2 separate regions of the Oryzias latipes genome follow, and region 2 is linked to region 1. The links are chromatin contacts, called in public Hi-C maps. All regions are on one chromosome and are shown on one strand. Each heading gives the region's core, a stretch centred on a gene start, on an enhancer-like site or on the middle of the called end of the contact. The rest is flanking DNA. Distances are from core to core; before and after follow the strand shown.

Region 1 (5,386 bases), core at 2,013-4,512:
TTTATTCAGGTAACCTGCACACCTTTGCTCTCATGTTATCACCGGTTAAATCCTTCAGAGGAGGAAGGCAGTGGTAGTTCAGCGCCTCAGTGGAAGTATTTCATATTTTATAGAGCTTTCTGTGCGGTCAAATAGGTGGTGCTTAGCACAAAACAAAAACATTAACAGTAACACAGGACGACAACAGAGAGTACATTAAACATAAGACAAATTGATGTCAAAGTGGATGAGAATCCATCCGCTTCGGCTTTAGGAAGTACTTTTGTGGTTTAACACAAAACTCCCTCTGAAAGGAAACCTTTCAGGGAATCTTTCAGAATTCAATCTTGGGCTTTTATTTTCCTAACAGCAAACATCAAGGCTAGAAGTGCTGCTGCTGTCTCCTACTGCAGACGGAGACGCCTCTGACTTTAATGTGCTTTCTTAATTAAGAAAAGCAGACGAGAGATGGGGGTGCGAGCACTCTTAAGCTCTTCGAAAGCAGGAATTAAATATTGTCAATAAAGTGTCAATACATCGGCCTCAGTTCTAGTCTGTAAAATTCAGTTCAGGCAATAAATATTGAAAAACAACTGGGTTAATTCAAACAGCAAGACCTGGCGTGGAAGATGCTAAACGCCATGTTTTTACCGAGTCCAGCTGATACCACTTCTCCAGTTTTTCAAGTAACAAAGCTTCAGGAGGTGGAAAGGTATCACAGTGTGAAATCTGAAGAAACTGCAGTTATTGATACTATGACCTCGGCCCGCAGTGTAAGGCGATACGTCTTCATCAGTTTACCTCCAGGAAAAGAATGTATGGCACAGTCGTTTTAGCTCCATGGGTGAACCAGACAAGAAATACCTGCTGGCGGATTTAAATAAATAAATGAGGAAGTTTGCTTTTTTGAAAAAAAAAAATGTTTTCCCCAACTCAATAAATCTGAAAATAAGTCAAAGTTTCCCCTTCATTTTTACTTTGTTCAAAAGGATCAGTGACAATGCTCCCCTATCGTATGGCTGAGCGGTCACATGAGCACCATCAGCCAGGAAAAGCCAACCAACGCTTTATTTTGACAGGAAGCTACGCTCACTTTTGAAGCCACCTTTCGCCGGAGACGCAAGCCGAGAGGCTTTTATTGCTGTGATTTTTGGTCAAAGTTGGTACAAGCAAGAGGCGGAGACAAAGACGGGCAAACGATTGACATATTGTGTCAATGTGTGTTGATGCGTCTCAGTGCAGCTCAATAAAAGCCTCTATTTCTTTAGATATCAGTCCTCTGTAAGGCAGCCTGTGCTTCTCTATCGCCCGCGCCGCTAGGCACTGGAGGGTGATGTAGTTTAAAGTATAAAGAGCCGGGTGCCCGCCGCTGTGCTCGTCCAGCAGCTCGCAGGCCATCTTCTTCTGTGCATTTGTGGTGTCAAAGTGGGCGCCGGCCTTCATGAGCAGCGCCATGATCTCCGGACAGCTATTGTTCGCTGCGACGTGCAGTGGCGTGTTGTTCTCACAATCGCGTGAATCCACATCTGCACCGCATTCCAGGAGCAGCGCCGCCACCGGCAGCGAGGGGAAGCGGCCCACAGGGTAGCGGCCCACCGACGTGGTTTCCTTGTCCGCCGCCATGTGGAGGGGAGTGAAGCCGCCCCGACCTCTGGGGTTCAGCTTCAGGAGCCGGTACACGGTGTGCTTCTTCTGGTGCTCCTGCTCCGGCGTGCACTCCAGCTTCTCCAGTAAAAAAATGAGGTGGAGGATGATGTAGAGGGCCTTGGTGAACTGGGGGGCCTCTGGGGGGCTATCCCTCTGGGCCACGGCCCTCTCAACCTCCCTCACGCTCTTCACCAGCACAGTCATCAGATCCTGGAAGGTGATGCTAGTCGACAGCGTGCCTTTGGACCTGTCCTGAAGAACAAAAGAGAAAAGCTCTGCAAAAGACAGGAAGCTGGCGGCCGTCATGGGACTCAGAGGATCCAGGTTGCTCTGCTGCATGTCTAAGGCATACTTCCACAGGCTGATACAGCGCTCAAAGTTGCCAGAGTCGGCGTACACAGCGCCCCTGTAGCGGATGTAAAATGAGGTGTCTGGGTGGGACGGCCCGAGGATGCGCTCCCGGACCAACAAAGCCTGCATCCGCATTTCATCTGGGTCTGTGATCAAAGCCTCCAGCTCCTCTGCCGAGCTCACCTCCTGTGCACAGCCATACGCAGAGATCGGGGGTCCGGGTGGAGGCTTGGCCAGCGGTCCGGCTTGGTCCCCTGGCTGCCTCAGCTCCATGGCTCTCCTCCAGTACCTAATGGCCCCCATCAGATCTCGCTTTTTGTCCACAAAGGTGGCTCCTAACAGTTCCAGAGCATCAATGCGCTCCTCTCTGGAGGTCCAAGGCTGGTGGGCGAGATATTCCACGATTTTAGTGTGACCCGTGACACTTGCAGCCAGCAGGGGGGTCATTCCGTAGCCATCCCTCTCCATTCGGGCATTGCACTTCAACAGCATCTTCATGATCTCCAGGCTCCCGGACTCTGCGCAGTCGTGGAGGGCGGTGTTCCCCTTCACGCTTTTGCGGTTCACGTCCGCACCTCGATCAAGGAGGAATTTGGCGATCTCCTTGTGGCCTTTGTAGCAGGAGATCATGAGGCAGGTGTGACCGTGGCGGTTGGCCACCTCCATGTCGGCTTTGTGCTCCACCAGGTAGCGGACGATCTCCAGGTGACCGTCAAAGCAGGCGGCGCGGAGCGGCGTAGAATTGGTCAGAGTGGCGTTGTTCACCGACGCGCCGTGTTTCAGAAGCGTCTTCACCACCGGGAGGTGACCGGCGGCCGAAGCCGCCCACAGCGGCGGAGCCCCCTCGATGGTCTCCCCGTCAAAGTTGACGGAGCCGCCGAGCTCCACGTTCGCCTTACAGTGAGCCACCAGGTAGTCCACCACCTCCAAGTGTCCGTTCCGGGAGGCGATCAGCAATGCGGTGCCTCCCTGCGTTTTCTCCCCGGCCAAAACCTCCAGCTCCTCTGGACTTTTGTTGCTCAGCAACTTCTGGAGAAGTTTTAGCTTACCCTCTCTGGCCGCGCAGAAAACCGCCGTGTTTATATCCATTTTAGAGGCTTTGTGCTGCGGCGCCGCTCAACAACCCCATAACCGTCCGCCTGCGGGGAAAACAAGTCCTATTTTATGCTTCAGAGTTGCGGTGTCGCTGCGGGGACTCCGTTTCGGGCTCACATCTTCCTGCCATTTTGAGGGTGCTGTCAAGATGGCGTTTCTGTTGTTTGACAGGTCGCTGTTGACGCGTTCAACAAAGCATTGTGGGTAATGTATTTTAGGGCATGTTTTAGTTATTTACACCACACACTCAATTTCACATGTGGCAAACGACCAAAGCAATTTACATACAAATGAAACGAATGCAAATCTGACCAATTTCGTATCATTTCGTACCGGAAATATACATGAAATCCTTAAAAAAACAAAAACAAAGTACACATATTGGAAAGAAATACAGCATGTTACCACAATTTAATAGAAATGTCACTTCAAATGTTAGGGGATATAATATAATATAATATATAATATTTAATATAATATACAATATAGCAACCCAACTCCTCTTCCCAACACCCACAAATTAGAGCTTTACATGCTCTTCTGCCAGCTTACAGACCCTCAAACCTCCAACTTAACATTACTGGTGCAACAAAAATGGTGAGCGATATTGAAGCTATTCTATTGAACAGTTCTGAGCCAGATGCTAAAGACTTACATGAATCTAATCATCTGCAAGTGGTTGCATCAGAAAGGAGCAGAGCAGGGAGCTTGTGTTTCTACGTGACATATATTTTTTAAATTGCGTTTTTTTCCCTTCTTGATTCACAAAGATTTCGGTAAAGAAATATTCAGAAATGCAATTTAAGCTTAATTGTCTTTACAAATGTCCTCCAAAGCAATTTTCCTCAGAGTGGGACTTTAAGAAATTTGATTTGCCTAAGTTTCTTTTTTTAAACCCTTTTCTCTATCGAACCATTGAGCATTACAAAACATGGCTTCACTCGTAGTGAATCAACAAACAGCAACAAAACAAGTTCTGAGTATTTGCAGCCAGAATAAAACAAACAGAACAACAGACAAGAAAATAAATAATGACAACAATTGTAAATCTAACAATGCAGGGCCTTTTAAAGGTTATATCAGGCAGAGTAAAAACAAATAAATAAAACTAAAATTCAAGAAAAGCAAAACAAAACAAGTCAAAGGTCAATAGAATATACAAATATGTATATACTTGTAAAAATGTAATGCTCTGAAATATGATTAATATTATTCATTTTTTAAAGGATATGGAGGTTGTCCAACTTTAAAATTGGACATCTAAATGTAACTAACATTTAATGTAACATTTTGTATAAATGTAACTAATTTTAAGGCATGTAAAATGCTGACATTACTTTTTAAAAACGTTTTAATGACCTTTTATTTTATTTATTTTTTGTTGTTTTTTCAGGCCATCTGTATCTTCAGTTAATTCTTTAGAAAATGTAAGATACCTACTATGTCAGCATCCTCAGACAAATGAACACACTTTGTCCTTTATTTACCAGGTTTTAAAATGTGTTTGTTTTTATAACTGTATTTTTTATTAACCAAGCAGAAGATATTTGCAAGATTAATCTTTATGTTCATCAAAAAAAAAAAAATCCCTATAGACAAATACATTATTGACAGCCGATACTTTAGGTTGCTATTGCATCTCTGGCCAACCGGAAATTGAATTCTCAGCATTAGACAGGGAAATGACTTTACAGCCTGGATGTTAAATGGTAAGTCTGCATGCATTCACATTTTAAAGGACTGGTTGTTGCCACTTTTTTCATAAAAAACAAATAGTCTGAAAACCTGTTTTGCAAGCCTATCTCAATAAGGCAAAGCACATTTTTAGTGGTGCAGCTATTCATAGAACAAAAACACAGTCAAACACAATCCTCAGATGATGATGACTTAAGCTAAATTTCCATTTAATTACTAGAAAAAATTAATGGTGTTGGTTCTTTATATAGCTCACACGGTTCCCTAAAACAAGAAACCACCCAAAGCTATTACAGGCTCTTCATGGGAGTCTTAAGTATCAGTGAGTCTCAATCGAAGCTGCAGGCTGAGTAAAGATAAAAATAACTTCTGTCTCATAGACATGAGCCTCCCTGGATTGTGAGCAAATAACATCACCTGCTGTTAATAGTTGATCATGGATTGTACCAGGCTTCATAGTATCGTAAACAATCATTTTGTTTTCTCTTCTGGACTATTTTTCCAGTAATAAAGGAAAGTGCGAATGATATACCTGTTTTACATTGCTTTAGATTGTATGTCAATTGCAGCAACTTATAGAAATGTATGATGCTGCTTCTTTAAATGAAAGAAGCATTAC
Region 2 (5,418 bases), core at 2,691-5,190, 150 kb before region 1:
AATCACAATTAAAAGACCACTGGGAACACTTTTAAAATAGATCAAAAGATGATTGGAGCGGAACTTTGAATTTTTTATTTTATTTATGAAGTGAACTAAATGCAACACAATGCTAAAGAAATAACAAAAGAGAAATGGGAATTTTGAAGTTATTTTGCTTTTTCAGGAACAGTATGCAGATGAAATTTTGATAAGAAGAGCTAATAAATTATCTGTACTCAGTACAAGGACAAATACCCCCCCCCCCCCCACACACACACACACACACATACAGACATATACACCCTTGAATCTGCATTAGCTGGCAACACCTATAATGTCAAGTTAGCAGGAATTTGGCTGTTACCAGATCTTGTTGTTAGGATCGGAGTCGAGTTTCTCTTTAGTCAGATCAAAGAAAGGAAGGCTTGTGACTCCCCAGGGTTGATTTTTAAAGGCCTCGCTCACATCAAAGAGTCTTTGTAGGGATGAAGAACCGACTGTAACTGATTGGCTGCACATGCTTTCCACTGGGCCTCGTGGTGAATCTCGCCAGCATCAGTTTCTAAAACTCCCCTGTTTTTTCCTCTTCATTGTAAAAGCTTCACATGCATTCACAAGATCCTACAGAGAATTCAGCTCACATTTGTCTTGAGGCTTGTTTACAGCTTCTTCCTCATTTGTTGTGCTCAATTCTGCCATGAAAAGGCAGAGGGCCAAATAAATGCACTCAGTTGTACCAGTTGGTTTGCTGGGATTATTTTTAGGCTCCTTCCATGCGCAAAGCCGTAATCCCTCTCTACTTCACTCAATCAATTAATCTCCCTGTTCTCTGCTCTCTGGAGGCACTTTAATACCCCTGCCCTCCCCCCTATCTCCAAACCCAAAGCCAATGCTCTGTAATCTGTGAGCTTTGCTGCGTCACTGGGTCACTGTGTCAGGGAGAGTGCCATGTTCTCTCCCTGACACAATCTGCTTGTCCTTCTCTCTGCAGTATTTCACATTTTTGCTCCACCAGTTCCTTTTATTAGTAGTTTGTTCCCGGCTCCTTTCATCTTACCTGCAAGGGGGGGCAATGCCCCTCCAAATGTTGTGGCCGGCAGCCCCCAAAGTCAATGCCTCACAAAAATCCCAAATTAACTACGTTAACATAAATTACAAATAAATAAATGAATTAAAAAAAAACAGAGAAAATCACAACAAACAACAAAAAATACACACTCACACACGCACAAAATTAGGAGAAAATAAAAGGCCAAGAAAGCAAGGATGCACGGATAGACAGGCAGAAAAATAGACAGACATATTTAAAAATAAGATAAATGCAGCCTCAACAGGGCACAAACCAGTGTCCTGCTTGTGCATGTCCCAAGCCCGGTAAATGCAGAGGGTCTCAGTAGAAAAATAGATAAAAGGAAAAGATAGATTTATGAATAGATGAACTGATATGATGATAGGATGGTCTTTTAAGCATTTTAAGGGCTTGAAATGATCTGGCAACCCAAATTCTTACCACTCCCCCTGATATTCTATCCTCATCCCATAGTGGGGCTGGCTAAATCGAGGTACGGCACCAGCACTACATTTTTATATCATACAGAGCCTGCCTTCAAATATAAATACTGTTAAATGTGAGCAAAACCAGAATGTGATGTGCAGAAAAAATGGGATATGCAAACCTGGCTAGTGTATATTGTACAGTGCAACAATTCAACAAGCAAGAGTACCGCATATTATACATTTTAGTTATTTGCGCTCATCTGTTTTTTTTTTTACACTCTTTGTGTTGAAGTTAAACTTTGATGATGGTGGATTATCTGGTCTCTTTCAGTGAGAACATGCTCACACCACACAGAGAAAAACAATCCAGATCTCATACTGAGAGAGTATTATTTCACATCCATCTGTTTTCTGTACCCACTTCATCGTTTTCAGGTTGCCTGGGGGACAGCAGCTCTCTGCCAGCTGTCATCAGGCAAAAGTTTGGGCAAACCTTTGACAGCCCACCAACCCCAAAGAGACACGGCAAACTCTGCACACTCACTCCTAAAGGTAATTTATGATAATCAATCAACCAACCAGACAGGCATGATTTTAGACTGTGGGAGGAAGACTAAGCACCTGCAGACAAGGAGAAACTCAGTAAAAGACAAGATTTTAACAGACGCAGAGTGGCCATCAATCAGGATTCTTAGTAAATGCTATTTTTCTCATGTTGATGGCTGTTAATTGCAGTTTACACACAGAAGGCATGAAGGCAACTACAGACATGGAGCCAAAATCTTTGCAAATCCACTAATTTTGATGTAATTCGACAGAAAGATTAGGATAAAACAGCCAAATCTATCCACACACAGGTAACACGCACACACAAATGTTTTACAGCTTCTACAGATCAAAACCCAAAATCTAAGCATCTGTGAGAGGAGAACTGCATCACAGGCAGTCAAATGCCACAGAAGAATTTTTCTGCTTTTTTTTAGACACTTAGACTTAGACTTAGACACTTTTAGACACGAAATAGCTCCTTAAGACAATTTGATTATGTAAATGGCCTGTAGAGACTCATGTGCTGGATTACTTTGGAGGATAATTTTCTGCTCTGTGCCTGGACTTGTTTTGATGAACAGCATCAGGAGCAAATGTCTTTCAGCGTCTCACTTTAACTCCCTCCCCTGTTTCATACGTCTACTCTGTATTGCTCACAAAGCTGGCTAAATATCCACACCTACGGATATGTCAAACAAAGGGTGGACTTTGCAGAACTGACGCGTGCCACAGAACCAAAACCTCAAATTAAGTTGTACAAAAGCCGGTCATGATTGATTGAGGTTGTGTCGTTTGGCATGAATAGCTCATCAGTTGTTTTTATTGGGTTTGTCTTGGTTTGGAGAGGCTTGTGTCTCTGCCGGCTCTACACCAGCGATCTGATGCAAATAGAAATGTATGCAATGCAAAGATGTGGTAAATGCAAAGGCGTGTTTCCATGGCAACCGTGATGTGTTTACTGCCGGTGTGATTCAGCGTGCTTCACCATGTGAGCCTGACCTAGTTACGCCCAAGTGAGTGTGAATGCAAACACATTAGCACTCGGACGCACCCACCAAACGCACATGGCGTCACACATGCAACAACACATGGGCAGTGACAACACAATGACATTTATAATCCAAAGGATAATAAGGCCGCCAAACAGGGCCAGCAGAAAAAATGGGTTGTTCCCATTTTGCTGTTCAAAGCTATCACTTTTCTTTTCTCATCTCATTGTTTTTTCATTTTTGTCTTTGACCCTATGACCCAAATGTTTTGTCTTACTGCCACTTCTGGACACCCACAGCATTCCTTCCTTCTTTCACTATCTAATTCTGAGCTAATTTCCCTTCATTCCCACATTTTCCCTCTTCTTATTCCTCAAATGATATAATCAAGGTAATTTGATGAGATGCCCTATAGCATTCACTGATTTGTGCATTCTCATATCTTCACAACCAATATTTTTAGTGCCTTATACCACTACACTGTTAAAGTGAGCTGCTTCTGAAAATGAATCTACTTTCATGTAAAGATTTTTTTTTACCTTTTTAGAGAAACACTACATTTGAGAGTCAGGATTGGGTGACATTTGGCAGCTCAGTTCATATATAACCTCTCAAATGACTCATCTGAGCAGAGCTAGCAGAAACAGAGACATCCAGTGTCTGAAATGTGTTATAACAAGTCAGGCTTATGTAATACTTGGAATTTGCACTTTGGCTGTTTTTTTACTTGAACTTTTTATTGTCAAAAAGTGTTTTTAAAAAGTTTAGCATGTTTCATGCTTTTGATAATGCAGATGAATGGAATTTGGATTTTCTGTTGGGTCGGATGAGCACTTATATTGCGTAAGAGGGCACTTCAGGAGTTGTATCGACAGAGGCCTCCTAAGCAAACACAGCTTCACTATTTCTGTGGGCTGGGCAACACGGACCCCCTCTCTCGCAAATGCTCAAGATCCTCACTGCAGCTTGACCCAATACGTAACAGTAAGGCATTATGCAATCACAACAAAGAGTTGGTCCAAATCACAGAAATGTTGGCTGATCAACACATCCACATGGCTGCTGCTGATTCATCACTGTTGACTGTCACCCTTGGAAGTGCAAGTTGTTTTTGTCACGTATGTTTGCCAGATTCCGATTTACAGGACTTAACAGTCACTCAGCCATGAAAATGGAAGACAGCGGTGCGTTTGTCAGATCCAGGAGGTGTGCAGAAAAGTCTGCATTGCGTCACAACAGGGAACAGAGGAAAAAGGAGACAGGAGGGGTTGGGAAGCAAGGGTGCAGTCAAAGGAGGGGCGTGTCCTCGCTGACCTAGTTAGAGCAATGGAAACCTCGCCTCCCTTTCACCGCGCCTCACCACTGACGTGCAAAGGGCACATTCAAACTGTACCAGATAGAAATGAATGAAAAGACAGGGAAGGAGAAAGGCTGAGTTGTTGAAAAAGAGAGGCCAGCAGACAGGCCGGTGTGAGTCAGGAAAACTGAGACCTAACATATCCACAATAGTGTACCACATTTGAAAAGCGTCAATGAAAAGAGGTCCAAAGAAAGCAACTTAACTGGAATAGCCTGCATTTCTGGTATTTATTCCCAGGGATCATTTCCTGAAATGCATGAATATTCATTTCACAACAGTGCAATCACAGTAAGTCAGACATTTAACGCGCCATCATCTTTTCTTTGCATGTTTATTTTTATGAACTTGAATTTTCATTCTTGTGCCACAAAACTGAACCAATGCAAACACTTCATGATTGCAGAACAGCACAGTTTCAGCAACATTTCCACTGGAGGTATTTTCCCCTCATCATGACTCTGTCACTATGGCTTTTATTACTTTGTAAGGCACTGCAGTTCTAATCATATAGTAAAAGTTCCCTAAAATCAACCTTTAACACCAAAAATAGAAAAACTCATAAAAGGGTAACCGTGTTGGCCCTTTTATTGTGTCATCTGTTTTTGTGGAGTATTCTATTCCGTTTATTCTATTCAACAAGTTTTCCAGAGTGGATCTGCAGACGTGATCGTCCACTCCCAGTTTCTATGAGACTGTTCTGGCCTCATAAGTTTCTGTCATCAGTTGTGTACTTTCAGCTTTTTGTCGCTGATGATAAACAGAAGATTTGTGACCAATCCAGCCTGAAGACTTCAAACTAAAAGCTTTACAGAGACATTCTTCTGGTTTGTCAGAAGATTCATAACCCCTCTTGTTAAAGTAACATATGTCCAACACAAGAGGGCTTCAGCTCTCATCTGTCTGCCCAGCTGTTGGACAGGACAAGTAAAAATTAATTAATAAATAAAAGCTTTACAGAGAATCATGAAAAGTCATAATGTCTTCACAACGACATGACCTTCAATCAAATTTACCTCCTCATTTTTTCCATAAATGTTGTTT

What was found. Hi-C and Micro-C count contacts between places; a contact is called where the count stands out from the background.
Region 2: a Hi-C map of embryo shows a contact between it and region 1, with 1.8 times the contacts expected there. The contact joins the enhancer-like site here to the promoter of LOC101161269 in region 1. A contact is called at or near these places in 3 of 5 Hi-C or Micro-C datasets (embryo and fibroblasts).

Annotation. Positions count from the first base shown.
Region 1 is chr17:22,108,472-22,113,857 of ASM223467v1, reverse strand. It overlaps LOC101161269 (protein fem-1 homolog A-like), which reads right to left and starts at 3,262. Exons shown (of 1, transcript XM_004079178.4): 1 at 1-3,262. The coding sequence starts at 3,066. The coding sequence ends at 1,213.
Region 2 is chr17:22,262,368-22,267,785 of ASM223467v1, reverse strand. No RefSeq gene overlaps it. Among protein-coding and RNA genes, the nearest start is that of LOC101170052, 9.5 kb to the left of the region's middle. Within about 2 kb of position 3,940, at least 4 of the 8 cell types and tissues checked have an H3K27ac peak or open chromatin away from gene starts, as enhancers often do. A contact at or near this core is called in embryo, where this site is marked.